Regions from separate parts of the Mus musculus genome. Here region 2 is linked to region 1. The links are chromatin contacts, called in public HiChIP or PLAC-seq maps. All regions are on one chromosome and are shown on one strand. The core of a region is the stretch at or near the end of the contact, and the rest is flanking DNA. Distances in the headings are between cores, read along the strand shown.

What was found. HiChIP or PLAC-seq counts read pairs in DNA pulled down with a chosen protein or histone mark.
Region 2: a contact with region 1 is called in a FOXA1 HiChIP or PLAC-seq map of pancreatic cancer cells. The contact joins two enhancer-like sites. A contact is called at or near these places in 3 of 115 datasets of contacts at active chromatin or transcription factors (bone marrow-derived macrophages, embryonic stem cells and pancreatic cancer cells).

The regions. Positions count from the first base shown.
Region 1 is chr19:43,874,150-43,878,974 of GRCm38.p6, forward strand. Dnmbp (dynamin binding protein) reads right to left here. Exons shown (of 16, transcript NM_028029.4): 5 at 678-871; 6 at 1-108. Among named protein-coding and RNA genes, the nearest start is that of Gm24400, 19 kb to the left of the region's middle. Within about 2 kb of position 2,127, at least 42 of the 459 cell types and tissues checked have an H3K27ac peak or open chromatin away from gene starts, as enhancers often do. A contact at or near this core is called in pancreatic cancer cells, where this site is marked.
Region 2 is chr19:44,375,482-44,380,306 of GRCm38.p6, forward strand. No RefSeq gene overlaps it. Among named protein-coding and RNA genes, the nearest start is that of Scd1, 30 kb to the right of the region's middle. Within about 2 kb of position 2,685, at least 65 of the 459 cell types and tissues checked have an H3K27ac peak or open chromatin away from gene starts, as enhancers often do. A contact at or near this core is called in pancreatic cancer cells, where this site is marked.

The DNA.
Region 1 (4,825 bases), core at 877-3,376:
GCTCATACCTACAGCATCGCTGATTTCCAAGGCCGCCAACAATTGCTTTGAGACTTTAATCACTGTTTGCATATTTCCAAAAAGTCCTTCAAAATCAACGTTTGGTACCTGAGCGAGAGGAACAGAGCGTCAAGATGCAGGGAGATGAAGTTAATGACATCACTCACATTAGGAACATCTCTCCAAGGTCATCTGCCTAACTTCTGCCTTGTTTCTAGAACAAAGGCATCCAGAACCATCTCTAGTGTCATCCTTTGTCCCTAAGTTGTAGTCTGGCTCCAGAGTGTCCCCCTAGAGTTCACGTGTTAAAGACCTGGGGTTACCAGGAAATGGGTCTTTCAGCAGATGGGGACTACTTGGAGGAAAGCACATCTCTAAGGAGCTAGCTGAGGCCCCGCCCCTTCTCACTCAGCTTCCGGTTGCCAGGATGGAGCGGCTCTGTTCTATACCGCACTGCTGCGATTCGCAGCGCCACAGGTTCAAATGCAGCAGCGCCAACCAACCACAGGCCAAAACCTGAAACTGTGCCAAGGTAAGTCTGTCCTCGCTTTCTGTGGTTCTTTATTCCCTTACCACTGAGCCGCTCAGTCTGTAATTATGGTACTGCAGTAGAAGACAGCCTCATTCCAACCCCAACACTTCGGGTGTAAAGGGTCGGGCTGCCTCCCATCTCCTACCTGTGCCTGCTGCAGGGGCACCATGACCCTCTCAATGCACATCTCCAGATCCCGGATGTAGTCTCTCTCCGTCTGCAAAAGCTCCGCCACCACCTTGGCTCTCTTCTCCAGCATCCTCTGCTCTGGGTTTTCAGTGGACACAGACCCAAAGGGGGCCGCCAGGGATGAAGACTGGGAAGAGAGGAGCGTCATGTCTGGAAGGGGAAGGAGGACGGTCAGCAGCTGTGTGAAAGGAGGGCTCTCCAGCACTTTGAACCAGGAAGCAGTGTTCTAGGTGGGCCGGGGCTTTCCCTACAGAGGACAGCCAGGAGATCAAGCGTCCACTGTAAACACTGTAAACACTCTGCAAACTCTCTCCACAGGGATATCCTCCCAAGTATGCAGGATCCTTTTCATCTTGTCCTCGAGAGAAGCTTGACCACCTAACAATGCGCGGCCTGCTAGCTGTCTGTAAAGTCGAAAGGAAGACCAGCCTTATCGAGAACTGATTTTATTTAATCAGATATAAAACCTGCTCTATAGGCTCTGCAGCAAAGCTACCAAGCTGGGGAGTGAGGACATTGATACAGCACGTTAGGAATATTAATCTGGGGCAGTGAGATGGCTCGACAGGTAAACCCACTTGCTGCTAAGCCTGAGGCCCGGAGTTTCTTCCTTGGGATCCACAGGGTAGAAGGGAGAGACCTGACTCCCTTATGTTGTCTTCAGAACTCTACATGCTTGCTACTGTGGCACATGCTTGCCACACACATGCACACACAAAGCACATAAATAAATGTGATAAAATGTTTTAAGCAATATGAGAAAATTATTACAGGCAGAACAACTTAATATTTAAAAAAAAAGAAATATTATGAGGAACACATAACAGTGCCAACTTGGGGGGAGGGAGATCTCTGGGAGCCTGAAGGACAGCCCGGTCTAGAGAGCAAGTTCCAGTCTACCCAGGGCTAGCCATAACGGGATGTTTCCTGAAGAAGAAAAACAATTCTTCTCATTAGCACTTACAGCTCCTGGTACTTGGATGCATAGGAGAAGGCGCATAAAGAAATGAGAAAACGTTTGGTCATTTAAGAAACTGAAATAAAAACAAACAGAAGATGGCTGTGGAGTGGTCTCCGCCGAGTTTCCTTCACATTCTAAGACTGATTTAAAAATTGACAAATTTGCTAAGTCAATACAGTATGCTGTCTGGGCACAATTCAAAGCCACAGAAACAGTACATGCGGCTGGCTTTTCAGCAGACTGGATTCTCCAAAAATCTTTTCTGCTGCCCCTAATCCTAAGAAGTTAGGAATGTCAGTGTTTACAAATGGGGGCGGGAGACATCTTGCATTGCCAAGCAAGGAGGTCCTGGCAGAGGCACAGGGGGAGGGGGAGAGGGAGATCTTAACAAAGACAAGGCAGCCAGGGAAGGGCAGCCTGCCCAACCAGGACAACTTCAGTATCAAAATTAAGTCAGCTCCAATGCATTATAATCCAGTGAATCAAACAGGAACTGGGAGCCCACACCCTTAGCACACATGACAGGGAAGAAGTCTCTCTCTGAGTGGAAGTCAAACTGCAAGATCCAGAAAAATGACAAGATTTTTTTTTTTTAAGAGCATCTTTTCAAGCAAATTACCAGTAGAGGATAGGTGTGGTATGCCTGCCTCTGACCCCAGCCAGAGAATTTCAGGCCAAAACTAACCAACCAACCAAACAAACAAACAAACATACCCAACTCATCAGTTGATGATGCTGGTAATAATGGTGGTATTGAGGTGATCAGGATATTTGCATAGTTTTACATTATTATACATTACATGTTCATTCCAAAAACAAAACAAACAACAACAAAACATGCCTACACAGCTGAGAAAGGATACCTTGACCCAGGAATCAAAATCAGGGTCACCAGTAAGGGGCAAATATGGCTTCCAAATAGGCCTGGAAACATCACACACCCCTTCTGCAGTATCCCAGTCACAAATGTTGGTTCTGAAATGAGTCTTGAGGAAACATCAAACTCAAATTGAGAATGTATATTCTTCAAAAGGTCACTGTCATGGGAAAAGGAATTCCGAGGACAGTGTTCAACTATGACTGGCCAGTCCCTGCTGTGTCGAAGAAGAAAAGTTCTAAACCCAGCGTTGGGCAGGGCTGGAGAGCGGCTGTAGATTAGATAAGTGACTAGATCAAGGTAAAATCTCCTGCAGGAGCGGCCCCTTTCTGGTCTCACAATAAATACCCACTCTTACTGCTGATAGTTTGCTTGTGCCAGGCCCTGAGTTTTACCCCTACCAGGCACATAATGCACGCAATAAACTCTTAGAAAAAACTAGAGAGAGAAAGGATGAAGATGTTAAACTTAACAGCGCACGGGGAAGCCAGGCAGTGAGGGCACACACCTTTAACTCCAGCACTCGCTCAGGAGGCAGATACAGGTGAATCTCTGAGTTGGAGGCCACTCTACAGAGTGAGTTCCAGGGCAATTAGAGCTACACAGAGAAACCCTGCCTGGGAAAACCAGCCGACCAACCATGAGTGCACAGGGAGTTCCTGGTACCACGACAATCTTTCTATAAATTGTATTATTCAATACATTTAAAAACAACAGCCAACAATAGCTAGTATCTTGCTTGAACTTTATGTCACGACGCGTGGCAACATTTCACACATCCTTCTCATCCACCACAGTCTAAGGTTTCGTTCAGAAATCAGCTGCACCGTACACACAGCCTGTTTATTGCTGTGCTGGGAACGGAGCCCAGGGACTGGCCCAGGATAGACAGGTGCTTTCTTACCGCCAGCCTTGCAAGAAAATCCTTTAAACTAAATTGCTTGTTTTAAATTCTCTTTGTGGCCAGACTTTGTGGTACTTGTCTAGGCTTTTGGTTTAGTTTTTTGTTTTTGGCTTGTTGTTGTTTGGTTTTTGGGTTTTTTTTGAGGTTTTTCTGTGTGGCCTTGGTTGTGCTGGAACTCGGATTTGCGTACCAGGCTGGCCTCGAACTCACAGAGATCCTTTTCAAAGGCATAGGCTGACAGCACCCAGATTCAAAGTGACAGGTTCTTCTTATTCCCAAGTAGCTTAGATCTTGTTAGTGGCAAACTGACAAGAGAAACTCACTAACACCAGACTCTAAAACTCCCAAGAGAACACTTACCAATTCCAACCACATGGGAGCTAACTTACAAAGTATATCCCCGAACTCACGTAATATGCCAAAGCTTTAGGGTTTGTGATAGTTAACATTCCTACTTCACAAATTAAAAACCTAAGACTGGGGAGACTGACTGGCTTGTCCAAGATTCTGCAGAAACACCAGCTCTAGGAATATCCTAAAAAGATTAAGTCCAAATGCTATGCCTTGAATCCAGGGCCACTTTAACTGCACCCTTGCCTGGGCTCACAGGTGGAGCAGGCAGGGTGGGGGCCTTTCTTCTTCAAGTCTTTAGCCCTCCCCCGGAAACTTTCTCTCCTGGGAATCAAAGATCTATTACTCATCGACCAAAAGCAGGCAGCCACACTAGGAGAGTCAGATTTTATTTATATTAAAAGTGAGAAAACTGTATCCTAGCCATTTTTTTCTTCCAACTTCTGTAATGGTAATGACACATTTGTCTCCAAACTTCCAAAATGCTTCCCCCCCCCCCCCCCAGACAGGCCCTTGGCTACTCAAGACAACAAAGAAAGAAACAAACAAACAAACAAACAAAACCAAGAAAATCCAAACCCCGTTATTTAATAATATAAAAGAATACTGTCTGCAAGCCTGCAGTTTCCTTGGTAACCCCCTGAGAATCTGACTCAGCAAAGCTGGATGGGACTCAGGAATCTGATTTTTAACAAATCCCCAGAGACCTTCCCGCTCCACTGATATCCACTCTCCCGACAAAAATGTCTGCACTGAAATCACTCCAAATGTAAAACTCCGATCCCTTTAACCCACATACCTGCTATGAAAAAGTTCGATATACCATAGGGGTTGGGAGTACCTCTCCGGGGTAGTGCTCTAGCCTAGGACGCTGGAGGCCGGACACTGATCAACACCAAAACATGAACGAACAACAACAAAAAAAAAAATTCAGTATTCGAAAAACCAAGTGAGAAGGCACTTCACTTTCAACTAGCTGCAGCGGTGACAGGCTCTCCCTTACCGTGGGAG
Region 2 (4,825 bases), core at 1,435-3,934, 500 kb after region 1:
CAGGTGGTGGTGGAGCACACCTTTAATGCCAGAACTCAGGAGGTAGAGGCAGGTGGATCTTTGTGAGTTCAAGGTCAGCCTGGTCTACAGAATTGAGCTCTAGGGCTACACAGAGAAACCCTATTTTATAAAACAAATCAAAACAACAACAACAACAAAAAACCCAAATAATAGATTAGAGGTCTATAAAATGTCAAAATAAGGGGAAAGGCTATGTTTATCTTATGTTATGTGCCTGTCTGTTAGCTGGTTTTATAAACCTTACACATGTATGCCTTCCCTGGTTGAGACCCTGTGAATGGAAGGGTAAGCTTTTGAAAATTCTCTTTTATGTGTTTTCCACCTTATTCTAAGAGTGGATATTAGGCAAGTCAGGTTTAAAAGGCCCTTGGGCCAGGCTTTGCCTTTCAACACATTATTATAAATTGCCGGGAAACATTTCATAAGCTAAGTTGGCAGAGGGTTAATTTAGCTTTCAGACCTACACATAGCATGCAGTCATGTTAGGGCCAAAAGTCATGACTGGAGAAGCCTGACCTGGCTAGAGTATCCCATGCCCCATCCCAGTTTCAAGATGGGCATGTGGTTACTCAGCTCTGTGAAGACTGACCACCACAGCCTCTTGTATGTGCTTTCCTACTTAACTCAGCTTTCTCAACAGAAATCCAAGAAGTGGGTACAGTTTGTTGGTACTTTGTATTTTCAAGTTGGCTAAAGTTTTCATTTTTTAAAAAGATGAATATGAAACCACTCTTCTCTTTCTCCTTTCCCTCCCTCCTTCTCCCCCGTCCCCCCTTTCCATGTCTTACAACTTAGCCCAGGCTAAGTAGTACAAAAAAGGGTGTACAAAAAAGATCCTTCTGGCTCTTATCTCCCCAGTGTTGGGACTCTTGATTCCTTTTGTCAGGATTTCATAGACATTTATTGAGTGAGGGGGGGAGGGGTGGATATGAGGGTGGGGCTTCCTTTGTCTTGGTAAGTAAGGAACTCTCAGGGAAAGAGTCTGACTAACCTAGGCGGTCAGAGGTCCATCTTCTTGCTAAGAGGGTCCAACCTGCAGCCCTTCTGCAAGCCCAGGATATGCTTCACACCTATTTCACACGGAGAACCCCAGGGGCCTGCTGCTTCCTGGCACAAAGGAAGAGGCCATTTGAATAAGCTAAATGCAGAAGGGAAAGAACAAACGTCACAAAGATACATTGTATCCACAGGCAGCTGTGTGAAAGCAGTCATCTGTGAAGAAAAAAAACCCAGCAGATCCCAGGGGACATTTTTTTTTCTCGCCACACCCAAGCCCTCACCATACTCTTGTAACCTCTTTGATCATAGAGAAGCAACACAGGAGTTTGGGCTGCCCTAGAGACCTACTTCAGACACAAAGGAAATTTTGGGACCAGATCTCATGGGTAGCAAGACTGAGAGGCAGTCATAAGACAAAGGTTCCTTCCAGCTAAGAGTCTAGAATTTCTCTCTCTCTCTTTCTCTCTTTTTCATTTTTATTTCCTTATTTTGGGTGTGTTTAGGGAGGGAGGCACATCGCAGAAGAAACTCAGGGCATCAGGGTTTGAGGCAGGAACCTTTTACCTTCTCTTGGGCCCAAATACTAGTACTTTAAGAAAAAAAAAGATTTATTTGTTTATTTTCTATATATGTGTACAGTGTAGCTGTCTTCAGCCACATCAGAAGAGGGCATCAGATCCCATCACAGATGGTTATGAGCCACCATGTGGTTGCTGGGAATTGAACTCAGAATCTCTGGAAGAACAGTCGGTGCTCTTAACCACTGAGCTATCTCTACAGCCCGAATTTCAGCACTTTAAAAATAGTATTTCAAGCCGGGCAGTGGTGGCACTTGCCTTTAATCCCAGCACTTGGAAGGCAGAGGAAGGTGGATCTTTGGGGCCAGCCTGGTCTACAGAGTGAGTTCCAGAACAGTCAGGGCTACATAGAATAATCCTGTCTGGAAAAAGCAAAAAAAAAAAAAAAAAATTTAATTTTAGAAGCAATTATAAAATTCTTACATAATTTTCTCTTTCTGCTTCCTCTCTCCGAACCCTCCCCTACGGCTTTCATTGCTCCCCTCAAATCCATGGCCTTTCCTCCCCAAGAATTGTTACTATGTATATGTATGTGTAATTGCACATAAATTCCTAAATTGAGCCTGCACAGTCTGTATGTTACTCATATATATGTTTTCAGGGCTGGCCATTTGGTGTTGGATAATCAATCAGAGTCTTTCTTGTGGAAATAGCAATGCTCAGAGAACACAAGATGACCAACTGTCCATCCACGTTAAATTCTGACACAGGGCTAGGGAGGTGACTCAAAAGCACCTGCCACCAAGCCTGACAACTGCTCCTACCCCATGCTCGCATGGTAGAAGAATGTCTGAAGTTGTCTTCGGAGATGCTTTTAAAAAAAGAAAAAAGAAAGACCTTTGACCCAGCTGGCATTGGCTGGGGTCACAGTGGAAACATTATCTTAACCTGGGCTTATGTTGGGTGTGGTCACAATGCCTATAAGATGTGTCAGTGAGCTTCACAGACAGAGAGAGGATTGACCAACACTCTAAGCGATTCATGTGATACCAGGCTGATGAGAAAGAGACACTCTAGACACCTGAGGCTAAGATCTTGAAGGGACACTTCAGTGGTTACACAGAGCAAGGGAAGGTGACAGGGCCAGGGGTGACAGGGCCAGCAGGAGAGCAGAGTGGAGTGAGAACAAAGAGCTCTGACAGAAGCCCAGGTCTCACAGGAACTGAGCAAGGGCTGGGGCGAGGCTCCCTCAGCAGCTCCAGCTGCAGTTCTGCCCCACCCCCACCCCACCCCCACCCTGTCCCCAGGGAGTCTCAGAGCCTGCACCAGCTGCAGGGGCCCTCACCCTTGGCATTCCACAGTGTCCTGAGCAGCTTCACTTTCTCCCTCTCAGTCAGGGGCTGAGGGAAGTGTCTGCCTCACCTTCAACTCTGCTCCTCATCCTGAGAGAGAAAAGGCAGCTCCTGCAGGGTCCCTCTGGCTCTCCTGGAAACTAAGTGCACAGTTGTAAAGGAGCCGCCCTGTGAACTCTGGAGAGAGAAACACTATAGCAGCTAAGCACAGGGATCCATGAGAATCTCTGCTTCCTGCTCCACAGGATGGCCCTATGCTGGATGCAAGTGAAACTTCCCCAGGGAGGAGGTCAGAGCATCCTTGCAGGGATGCAAATGCTGGCCTGGCTCCTCCTCAGGGAAGGAGCATCACCCTGAGGGGCTCTGTGTGCCCACCTGGCAGCAGGTGTGGATTCCAAGCTCAGCCTGCACACCTGTGTCCAGGGGATGACAGAGACTCTGGTGCACCTTTTTGTCTGTCCCATGCTAACCTTGAACATTGGAGGTAAGGGGGCATTATACGGGACATGCAAAAGCCAATCCAGAGAGGTTTCCATGGCGGATCTTGTCCTTACAGATGACGACATCAGGTGGTGTCACAAGCCTGCTCTGTGTAGACCTGGAGTTAAGAGTGTATCCCACAAAACCCTGGGGCAGAACCCACGGCTCTGCTCCTTACATGGGTTGGAAAAAATAATGCTCTTAACTGCTGAACTGTCTCTCTAGCACTCTCTCGGGAGGGAGAGAGAGAGAGAGAGAGAGAGAGAGAGAGGCAAAAGCAGAAGGGAATAAAAGATCATCACTGGATGAATCACAGAAAATTCCCTAGCTATGAAGAACAAGCATTTCCCCTTCTCAATGACTTTTTAATTAATTTATATATGGTGTATGTGTGTATGGGTGTGTGTGGGGGGGTATGTGTGTGTGTGTGTTTGCATACACATGTGCATGCAGGCAAATGTGAACAATGCATGGGTAGAGGTCAAAGAATAACTGGGTAATTTTCAGGTCTTGGTTCTTGTTAGCTTACAGACAATTCATTAGGCTACTCCAAGGAACCTAGTAACAGCTACCCAAAATTATAGAGCTGCCAAGTGTATAAGAGGGACTGCTTGGCTACCCCAGCTTACTTGTTTTCTTGCTCTCTCTCTCTTGCTCTCTCTCTCTCTCTCTCTCTCTGCCCCTACGTGTCCCTGGCCGGCCTCTCATGCTCTCTTCCTTTCTTCCTCTCTTTCTTTCTGTCCTTCTCCCCTCTATTCTCTGCCTCTATCCCTTTCCAGGTCACTTCCCTTCCCTTATACTAGGCCTGTCGCATGGCCTGATTCCTCAGGGGACACCTTGGCATAGGCCAGCTAAAGTCCTCCCTCCCACCACATTATAAAACGTAGCAAACACTCTTGATAATGGAATTTGTTCCAAACCAAGGCACAGCATCACACACTTTGGGAGAACTGGAATCCTACGGAAGTCTTTTTAAAACACTCTGTTTCTAAGAGGCTAATAAGAGGATGCACACTTCTTAATAAAGGAGCATGCAAGAAAAGAAGGGAACACAGTGACCCAGGGAAGAAATCCAACATACAGAGGAGAGGATGAACTGAGGGTACCTGGCTAAGTCTGAGCAGAAGAGAAGGCTGCAGGAAAGAACACTTGAGGTCACCGGGACTAACAGAATTCCTGATGTGACCAGATGTACTAGGAAGAGCTGCTGACAACTGATGCAGAGGTTGAATTGCTAAATATATAGAGAGGACCCAAAAGAAAAAGAAAAAAGAAAGAAAACAAACAACAATATCACAACAAGAACAACAAAAGCACACTGTTACTATAACCAAAGGAAATACAAAGTTACGTAAGAAAGAAATCATGGAGCGATTGCATGACTCCAGCGTGAGCAATATTTACATAGGTTTGTATAAACTCTGACTGTGGACACAGCCAAAGTTACAACAGATC